3 separate regions of the Sus scrofa genome follow, and regions 1 and 3 are each linked to region 2. The links are chromatin contacts, called in public HiChIP or PLAC-seq maps. All regions are on one chromosome and are shown on one strand. Each heading gives the region's core, a stretch centred on a gene start, on an enhancer-like site or on the middle of the called end of the contact. The rest is flanking DNA. Distances are from core to core; before and after follow the strand shown. Region 1 holds the start of TIA1 (nucleolysin TIA-1). Region 2 has its middle 39 kb from the start of ANXA4. Region 3 overlaps ASPRV1 (retroviral-like aspartic protease 1).

Region 1 (3,114 bases), core at 489-2,988, 450 kb before region 2:
AATATTTCCCAAGAAAATACTGGAATGCCTACTCAATGGTAAAGAGCAATTTTCTCCTGGCACCAGCAAGGTTATTCTTTAGGATATAACATCCCTTTTTCAATCAAGATGACTCGCTATTTGCCTTGTACATGCAGATCTGGACTATGTAAACTGTCAATACATCACTTGATGTATAACTCTTTGTCTTCAAAATGTATATAACTGCACTAACTTCTAATGAATGGAAAAGTCCCCACAACTTTCTGATGTGTTTGTGGGAGAAGGTGAGCTCCACATCTTACTCCTCCACCGTCTTGATCCTAACCCCCTCACAGCTTTCTGAAAGACTGTCTCCTGGGTTATAATCTTTAGGTTGGCTCAAATAAAATTCTCTATTTCTTTCTTAGGTTGACTATTAATTTTTAAGGTTGACTATTAATTTTTCAGAGACAATATGAAATGTCCTGAATAGACAAATTTATAGAAACACAAAAATAGTGGGTTGGGGAGAGGGGCGGGATGGGGAATAGGAAGTAACTGCTAATTGTACAGCTTTCCTATTCAGGATGGTGAAAGTGTGCTAAAATTGATTATGAGATGGCTACACATCTCTGTGAATACACTAAAAAAACCACACTGAACTGCATATTTTAAATGGAAGAAATGTACATTATGCAAATTATATCTCAAAAAGTTTCTTAAAAAAATACAATCTACTATTAACATTTGTCTTATTCATCCTCAAAAGACTAATATTTGATATCTTTGAATGAAATCCTAAGAATGTGCAACAGATTCTAAAGACAAGTCCAAAAATGGTAATCCAAAATTATCACAGTCTAAAGGAACTACTTCAAAGAAGAGATCACATTTTTGAACACGGACATTCCCCAATGTTTAAATTTTTTCACATAAATTATAAAATGCAATACAAAATGCATAATGAGTATATTGAAGTACATTTCAGAACCCTAATTTTTCTGCCTCCCCCCCACCCACCCCAAAAGGACTGAAACTTGTATATGCCCCAATTCATATGGTTTTAGAATTCTTGGGACCGATTTGCATTAAATAAATATTTCTTTAATATTTTCCAATGTACACTGAGTACATAAAGAAAAACTCCGCAAAAATCTGGAAATACATGCCCGGCTTTCAAAAAGCTGCTTAACACCAACAAGACAAATTCTTCTTAATGAAACTCTTACTTTTTAAGTTTAAAAACAAATTTTAAATGAGATTTTTCCGTACTGAAAAAGTAGGAACATCCATTTAACTGTATTGGAATGAGAGAAATCATCACTTACATTAAGGGAAAGTAGCAATAGGCTTTTGTTTTTAAAGGAGTGAACGAACCTTCCTCATAGCTGTTCGGGAACGAAAGTTTGCTTGCTATTAGTTCTAAAGCATTTCTGCAAGAAGCATTACCGTCAGCGCCGCTGGTGTAGTGGTATCATGCAAGATTCCCATTCTTGCGACCCGGGTTCGATTCCCGGGCGGCGCATGGCCTTTTGCTTTGCCTTAGATTATTTTTATAGCTTTTTCTTCTTGTAGAAACACTTCGAACTTTTCATTTCCACGAATATTTATATTTCATTATAATTCACCGTTGAAACATTCGAATCGGGAGGTGGAATTCAATAAAGTTTACTGTAGTCCTGAAATAGTTAACCTTCACGCCTGCGCAGTCTGAGACAAATCCCTGGCGTGGTTGGAAGAGCGGCTGCGCAACAAGTGAATGTATGGACTGAGGTGTAGCCTGGCGGCCGGGAGGTTGAAAGTGCAAGATTCTTCTGCGCCTGCGCGGCCCGGGTCACTTCGCTGGCGGCTCCAAGGCTCCCGGCTCGCCGCCATCTTGTATCGGGGCTTCATTGTTCGCTCTGGGCCGGGTGGTTTAGTGTCATTGCTGTCGAAGAAGGAGGCGGAGTAACCTCCGGTCAGCCAAGAAACCCCCGCTATTCCGCAGCCATAGCCGCTCAAAAGATTTGTGAGGTAGTAAAGCGTAGGGAGCTGGACTCAGAGGCGCCGCCGCGACAGCAGCAGCCATGGAGGACGAGATGCCTAAGACTCTGTGAGTCTGGGGCAGCGATGAGGGGGGCGGGATGGTGGTGGTCCCGGAGCGAGGCTTCGGCTCAGCGCCGTTGCTCAGCCTATTGTTCCCCGTGGACGCCGCGATTTCGTGGCTCCTATTTTAGGCGCTCACCTGGCTGCCTAGGGACCGAGACCCCGGCTGTGAGAGGACGAGCTGGAGGGAGAGGGGGCTCAACCCTCTAAATTAGTCCCTACACGTTTACTACCCCACAGCGTGGCTTTTGGCTTCGCCCGGGGCCTTCTGTGGTTTTAGGCCAGGAGAAGACTTTTTAATTCAAACCTCTTTAGAACTTGGCGAGCCTTTTTGTCCCACGCTTTTCTTCTCCCCCCCCCCCACCCCGGCTTCTCGATTAACCTCTTTTCGAGCTTTATTTCCTTTCATTTTAGTTTTTTTCCCAGAAACTCTTCCTTTCATTTCCTTCTCGTTGATAGGCATTCTTCTCTTGAAAATGTTTGGACTCATTTTCCGGGAGGTAAACTTTATTCCCGCAGTTGCCAACTGGAAAAAAAGCCAGATGTTTTTCTTTGAACTTTTCTTTGGCTTTCCTTCTGTGGCACCCCCTCTCCAGATGAAAAAGTCTAAAATCGGACCCCTTGAGGATTTTGAAAGTGCTGTGTTTGTTTGTTTGTTTGGGGGTTTTTTTGTTTGTTTTTTCAAATGGAAATCTCACCCGGAGGGATAGATCTACTAAGGGGAAGTGGATCTAATACGTTTATATCTTCGCCTTCTACTTTTGTGATTGACATGACTCTGAAGGACTGGGGAGTTTTTAATGAAGCAGCAATTAATAAGTACCTTAACGTATTTAGTCACCTCTGGGAATTTTTAGAGGTAGTGTTAAATGATCTTCGTTTGGGATCTTTTCTTTGTCATGTAGCCTTCCCCAGCATTCTTTGTTTTTCCAAGTATAGTCGGATGAGGTGATCCTGCCTTTGTTGCTTTTCTCCAAAAGAAAGAAAAAAGCCCAATGAGTTTTTGATGTAGTTTTTTGTTTTTATTCTTAGGAAGACTGACAATTTGAGAACTCTATGCATTAAAAA
Region 2 (3,033 bases), core at 415-2,914:
AGCAGATGAGCAAGACTGGACAAACAACTGAGCATCTAGACATAAGCAAAGAAATGGGCTGCAACCAGGACTGTGGGGATGACATGGAGGCTGTTCATCTTTCAGATGCTGAGGACGGGTGTGCTCTGACTTGACTGTGAATGTTACTCTCTAAATTACTTTCAAAGAAAAATTATCCCTAACCAAAGATGAGAATATCAAGGAGGGAAATTCATAGGCACCTTGATTCAATAATTGTGTGTATATGCAAGCACGCACGCGCGCGCGTGTGTGTGTATGTGTGTGGCCCCAAAGCAATAGAAATCTGAGGTAAGCTGAACCTGAAGGATCTGGCCTTGACCGGAAAGGGCTCTGGGAAGTCAGCTGGTCCTGGGCGGGTCCTGGGCAGGCCCGGGGTGGCCATGGTTACCCATTTCCTTATTCTGTCCTTGTCCTCTGCTTCTTGCTTGTGTCCACCTCTGTCACCTGAGAATTCCCTGGCAACTAAAGAGCTAGGGCTTGGCTATGCAAGGAGGATTGGGGGGGGGGGGTTCCTAGAACTGATGGGCAATGAGATGGATCATTTAGAGGGGGACCCCAGTCATTTCACTGTCAGCCGAAGAGAGCAGATGCCCACTTTTTAGGCAAGCTGTGGGTTACTCCAGAGCCTAACAGCTCCAAGACTTGCATCAACTTGGGAAGCACTTAACGTTGGGTACATTGCTGAAAAGCAATAACCTCTTTGGTCCCAAGGTCTCCGGCTGGTCAAAGCCATAATTAAAAGAGTGAGGCTGTGTCACAGATCTCATAATAAAACAGATTCCCATGTGTCAGGCACTGTGCTGAGGGCCATTAGATACACGAGGAGAAAAGGGTAAGAAACTAGGAAAAGGAGTAAATTTCTTTTCTTTCTCTTTTTTTAAGGGCCACACTTGCAGCATATGTGAGTTTCCAGGTTAGGGGGTCTAATTGGAGCTACAGCTGCTGGCCTAAGCCACAGCCACAGCCACAGCCACACCAGATCCGAGGAGCGACTGCGACCTACATGTACCACAGCTCGAGACAACGCCAGATTCCAAACCCACTGAGCGAAGCCTTGGATCGAACCCGTGTCCTCATGGATACTCGTTGGGTTCGTTTCCGCTGAGCCACAACGGGGACTCCGTAAGTTTCTTAAAATGAGCAAAAAATAGAAGCGGGTGTTGGACTGAAACAGCTCCAAGGAGTATTACTTAATCCTTTCTTTGCAATGCCTAAACCCAGCACAATGCTTGGCACATAAACTCAATAAACTGCGATGGTCTCTGACCGGTGTATATCTTGAGCTGCCTAAACTGCTCTGGAGGTCCTTCTGGAAGGTGCCCGTGGATAAGGACGGTGTTTGCCTTCCTCTTGCTCACCTGGAGCGAGCCCCAGCCCGCTCCACCCAGGGCCGCCCGAGCCCCGCCCGCAGGCCAGCGGCGGGCACCCCCTCCCTGGCTTGGCGCCCGACTGGCCACCCCCGCCAGGCGCTCCGGGACTGCCGCGCCCCTTCCCGAGCCCGGGACCCCCGGCCCAGGACCCCCCTTACCCCTCAAGCCGAACCGAGACGGCGCTCGTTCTCTGCGGCCACGGAGAACACACCCTGGCGGGGCCGGGCAGCGGGTCTTATTCCAGGCGGGCCAGGCCCGCCCCGCTTCGGGGTGGAGACTGAGCCAGAGTTCCTGGTTGTCCCTCTGCCAGGACCGGAAAACCCTCCGCGGGCGAAGCGCACCTGGAGCCGGGGCCTGGGACGGCTGCAGGGGACGCCAGGGGTAGGGGGCTGCCCCCACCTAGTCCTCCGCCTGGATCCCAGCCTGCCCGACCCTCCCCGGTCCCCGCGAGGCCGAGCGGTCGAACTCTGGTGTCCGGTGCCCTGGCGCCACCACACCTCGGAAGGCCGCGCACTCGCCGTGCTCACGCCGCGGCGGGAGTCAAAGCCTCCTTCCCCGGACTCCGTTCTTCTTCACGCCGTGCTTGTGGCCTTAAAAGTGGAAAATGAAATCAGAAGGGCGCATTTCGTTTCACTCTTGACCTTGAAACATTAAATCCTCCAAAGTTCCCAGGAGTTTCATGTCTCCCTTAAGAAAAGCCGAATTCCCACTCCCTAGGGAAATCTTGGGTTTCGAGCGGTCCTTCATCTCTCTCTTCACCTCTAAATTAATTATCCGGGGTCGCTACTGGCCAGTAGCTCTGGGGTGTGGCCTTGAAGCTTAGCTCTCCCCTTGTAAGGCAGCCTTTATATCTTCCTACCGGCTTCCCCCATCCAAGCCCCTTAAAGCTCTTGAAGGCACTGACAGGGTCTAGGTGGTCTTCGGACCGACATCCACGACTGTTCTGCCACATGGCAAGTACTCAGTGAATGCTTGCGTAATAATCCCATTGAGTCTACAGGCGAATTCTGATTTCATCTAACAGCTTTGGGGAATGCGTTTTATATCCAAATGCAAGTGCGAGTACCCTTAGAGCTGGAGAGGTAATATTAAATAATTTTATTAAGATGCAGCTAAAGGTGGGAGTTCCCCGTCGTGGCTCAGCAGAAAGGAATCTGACTAGCATCCGTGAGGACGCAGGTTCCATCCCAGGCCTTGCTCAGTAGGTTAAGGATCCAATCCGGGGTTGCTGTAAGCTATGGTGTAGGTTGCAGACTTCTCTCAGATCTGGTGTGGCTGTGGCTCTGGCGTAGGCCAGCAGCTGCAGCTCTGATTGGACCCCTAGCCTGGGAACCTCCATATGCCGTGGGTAAGGCCCTAAAACGACCAAAAAAAAAAAAAAAAAAAAATTGCAGCTAAAGCAGGTGGTTTAATGTGGTTAAGAGCATGGGTTTGAGGATCGGGCTGATTTGGATTCTACACCTGGTTCTGCCTTTTCTCTGCTTGATAATTTTAAGTTTCTGAGCTTAGTTTATGATCTAACATGGAGGGAACAAAAGAAGACAGTGCGAAAAGAATGCAGTAAGAATAATTCGTTTCCTCAGAGGAATTAGAAAGACTATGGTAGTCTTTAAAAAATAAATAAAATAGGAGTTCCCTTGTA
Region 3 (3,273 bases), core at 727-3,226, 280 kb before region 2:
CTGAGTGAGGCCAGGATCGAACCCACCACCTCATGGTTCCTAGTTGGATTTGTTAACCACTGAGCCACGATGGGAACTCCAGATGTCTTTCCTTTCATTTGAATTTTCATGCCTTTTTTTTTTTTTAAATAGAGAAACAGCTCCCACAGAGTTAATAACACGATCCCAGCAATATCATCCACTTTTTACTTGAGTTCATTTTATCAGAATTGCTTTCCTTTTATCAGTGTGATTATATCAGCTCTTCTAAAGGATGAGTACTTTGATAAGCTTAGGAAAAGGAAAGGATAGTTTGTGTGGGGCACACACCTTGGATAGCCAGAGAGTAACATAAGGGCACCAGGGACATGCTGAGCTAGATTGGGAAGAAAAAACTTACATCTCTGGAGAACCAGGCATATATACAGATATTTTTGTGTATTTTCTTATTTAATTATCATAATACAAATCAATAAAGTATCATCTCCATTTTTGTGCTGGGGCAAGCTGAAAGTCAAAGAAGCTATGTAACTTGTCCAAGGTCAGACAGCTAATAAAAGGCTGAGTTAGGATTTATTTCTCCTCAGGTCTGTCCAGTTCCACAATTCATGCTGTTTCCGTAGAGCTCTTCTGTCTCTGACAAGATTTTGGAAAGGAGGGTCAGGAAAGAAGAAAAAATGGGGAACTGCCATCTTTCTCTACCTTACAGTTTTGTTTGTTGAGATGTGTTTAGCCACAGCATCCTTTTTGTAGAATTCTAGGTTTTATGTATAGAGACACTGCAACAACATATGTAGGGAAGATACCAGTTGACTATAGAGGAGGTTTAATAAAAGCCTTTGTTCTTTGCTTCTAGGTATTCATAGCAGTGTAACCCACAATGTGAGAACACCATTGGTAACTCTGATGTACTGTTTAAGATGCCTAATCCTATTATCCAAATAAAATCTGTTGATGTTCTCCAGGGGAGTAAGCTGTGATGGGGACAGAGGTAAGAGTGCAGTGTGGCCTTACTGCATGTACTGGGAGCTATTGGCACCTGTTATGTGACTGTTACAGTGAGTTATTACTGAGTAAACAAGAGGTATCTCTCTTTTGCCTTTCCATGGAAGACCAGATGGTGGTGTTGACCCATATCCAAGAGAGCCTGGCCTCTGGGCTGAGAGAGGAGACTGCTTAAGGATGTTAGGTGATGAAATAAGAAGAGACAGGCCTGGTCTATCAAGTGGTATAATTTCAGGGGGCACAAAGAATATGTCCTGCCCTCAAAGATTTGCATTAACCATTTGCTGTTGCTTGGAATTCCACAACTGAAAATTTTTTCCCTTGATTTAAGTCTTTTGAGACCCTATGAAAATTGAAGACTCCAGGAAAGAGTTTGATTGTGAAGCATTTTGCTCATGTGAGTAGAAGTATAAATGAATTTATGAGATTGATTTCTGAGAACTAGACTAAGGCAGGGACAGAGAGGAGAAAGCATTGTGCCTCTAGTCATAGGGATAGGAAGGAGACACCATTGAATTTGAGATAAAGGGCCTGAAAAGAAAAGTTGAGCCCCTAAAGAAACACTTTGTTTTCTTCACAGTTTTGCCTGAGGAAAGATAAGGAGCTGAGAGTGGTGGGGATGGAGGCTCTTGAACTCAAGAGAGGGTGCTGAGGAGTTCCCATTGTGGTATAGTAGAACGAATTCAACTAGGAACCATGAAATTGTGGGTTCGATCCCTGGCCTCACTCAGTGGGTTAAGGATCCGGTGTTGCCGTGAGCTTTGGTGTAGGTCACAGACGAGGCTCGGATCTGGTGTTGCTGTGGCTCTGGTGTAGGCCAGCAGCTGTAGCTCTGATTCAACTCCTAGTCTGGGAACCTCTATATGCCTTGGGTATGGCCCTAAAAATAGCAAAAAGGGGAGGGGACGCTGAGGAGAGAGATTTCCTACTAGTGTGATGGATATGCAGTCATGGTGTTGTCTGGAGAATAGCTGACAGGCAGAATGTAATAAGGAGTGTAGGACCTTGGAGTGTGGTTTGCTGTGATATTCTCAGACAAGACCGTCACAGATCTTAGGAAGCAGGAGGCAGCTTCCCAGAAATGATGTAGAATAGTGGCGCAAAAAAGGCCACTGATGACAACATGGGCAGGGTACTTCCTCAGGGGCCACTGGTCATGGGCAACTTCTGGTCTTGATTTCCCAATGAGCTATGCTGAGGAGGGCTTTACCGGAAAGTAAAACCACGTCCAATGCAGTGACAAAGCCCTTGGGGTATCTATACAAAGGTGTAGTTCCCTCTTGTTCGCTAACTTTATGGAGCCACAATAACTAAGCCAGAGGTGCCAGCAGGCAGCTGGCCTGTGAGATCAGATCTGACCTGTGAGTCAGATCTTCAACTTTTTTGGATTGAGTTCATTCCTGGTTGACTGTTCATCTTTCATTTACCAGTGCCCTCAAACTGCTTTTGTGATCTGAATTCTCACATCTTTTCCTCCCCCAGGGAGTCTTTAATAGAGACAACTCAAATCTCAGTGCCTTTCCCAGCTCCTCAAAGTTGTGTTAATGGGTACCCATAACCCTTAGGCTTCACCTTCTGTTCTGTCCACATTTCTACCCTAAGTCCAAAGCATTTTCTTTTGGATCAGGCTTTTAGATTCATTCAGGCCTCTGATGTTCTTACTTATTCTAGCATATTTCCCTAGAGGATTACCTGAGCACTTGGTCTCCACCCTTCACCTTCAAAAGTTTGACAGAGTCTGGACCTCCTTCCTTACTGGAATCAGCACAGTTCTTTGGAGGTTTCTGTTTTTTTTTTGTTTTGTGACTGTACCCGCAGCATGTGAAAGTTCCAGAGCCAGGGATTGAACCTGTGTCATAGTGACTTAAGCCATAGTAGTGACAGTGCTGGAACTTTACCTCTTGAGTTACAAAGGAATTCTGGGAAATTTCTGGATGTACTGTACCCCCTCCTCTCTCCAGCTAAATCAGCCTCATACACAAAATGTAGTGATGTAGCTGGATCTGTTAATCACCAGGACTTTGGAGCCTGTGCCCCCGGGAGGGAGGGACTCCTCCTGGGCACCGCCCTGGGTAAAAACTCTGTCCATTAGTCTCTGCATCTCCTCCATCTCACCTTTATTTTGGCTTTTCCCTGAGGGGCTCAAGCTCTGTCCAATTGTCCTGTCTGAACCCCCTAACTCTGTACAGAACTATAACCCTGAGGTCAGCCCCTTATAAGGGGCTGTGACCTTTGCTTTCCGGCCCCTTTCAGGCCAGGTACCTTCTCCGATACTAGAGCCTTTTCTTA

The links. HiChIP or PLAC-seq counts read pairs in DNA pulled down with a chosen protein or histone mark.
Region 1: an H3K27ac HiChIP or PLAC-seq map of alveolar macrophages shows a contact between it and region 2. The contact joins the promoter of TIA1 here to the enhancer-like site in region 2. A contact is called at or near these places in 4 of 47 Hi-C or Micro-C datasets (embryonic fibroblasts, epiblast stem cells, omental adipose tissue and 1 more) and 2 of 2 datasets of contacts at active chromatin or transcription factors (alveolar macrophages and skeletal muscle).
Region 3: an H3K27ac HiChIP or PLAC-seq map of alveolar macrophages shows a contact between it and region 2. The contact joins two enhancer-like sites. A contact is called at or near these places in 1 of 47 Hi-C or Micro-C datasets (retroperitoneal adipose tissue) and 1 of 2 datasets of contacts at active chromatin or transcription factors (alveolar macrophages).

The regions. Positions count from the first base shown.
Region 1 is chr3:72,238,797-72,241,910 of Sscrofa11.1, forward strand. TIA1 (nucleolysin TIA-1) reads left to right here and starts at 1,739. Exons shown (of 13, transcript XR_002342584.1): 1 at 1,739-2,053. TRNAG-CCC (a tRNA gene) reads left to right here and starts at 1,416; the gene lies at 1,416-1,486.
Region 2 is chr3:72,692,572-72,695,604 of Sscrofa11.1, forward strand. No RefSeq gene overlaps it. Among named protein-coding and RNA genes, the nearest start is that of ANXA4, 39 kb to the left of the region's middle. Within about 2 kb of position 1,665, at least 60 of the 83 cell types and tissues checked have an H3K27ac peak or open chromatin away from gene starts, as enhancers often do. A contact at or near this core is called in alveolar macrophages, epiblast stem cells, omental adipose tissue and 1 more, where this site is marked.
Region 3 is chr3:72,417,170-72,420,442 of Sscrofa11.1, forward strand. ASPRV1 (retroviral-like aspartic protease 1) reads left to right here. Exons shown (of 13, transcript XR_002342602.1): 7 at 836-970. Among named protein-coding and RNA genes, the nearest start is that of PCBP1, 38 kb to the left of the region's middle. Within about 2 kb of position 1,977, at least 3 of the 83 cell types and tissues checked have an H3K27ac peak or open chromatin away from gene starts, as enhancers often do. A contact at or near this core is called in alveolar macrophages, where this site is marked.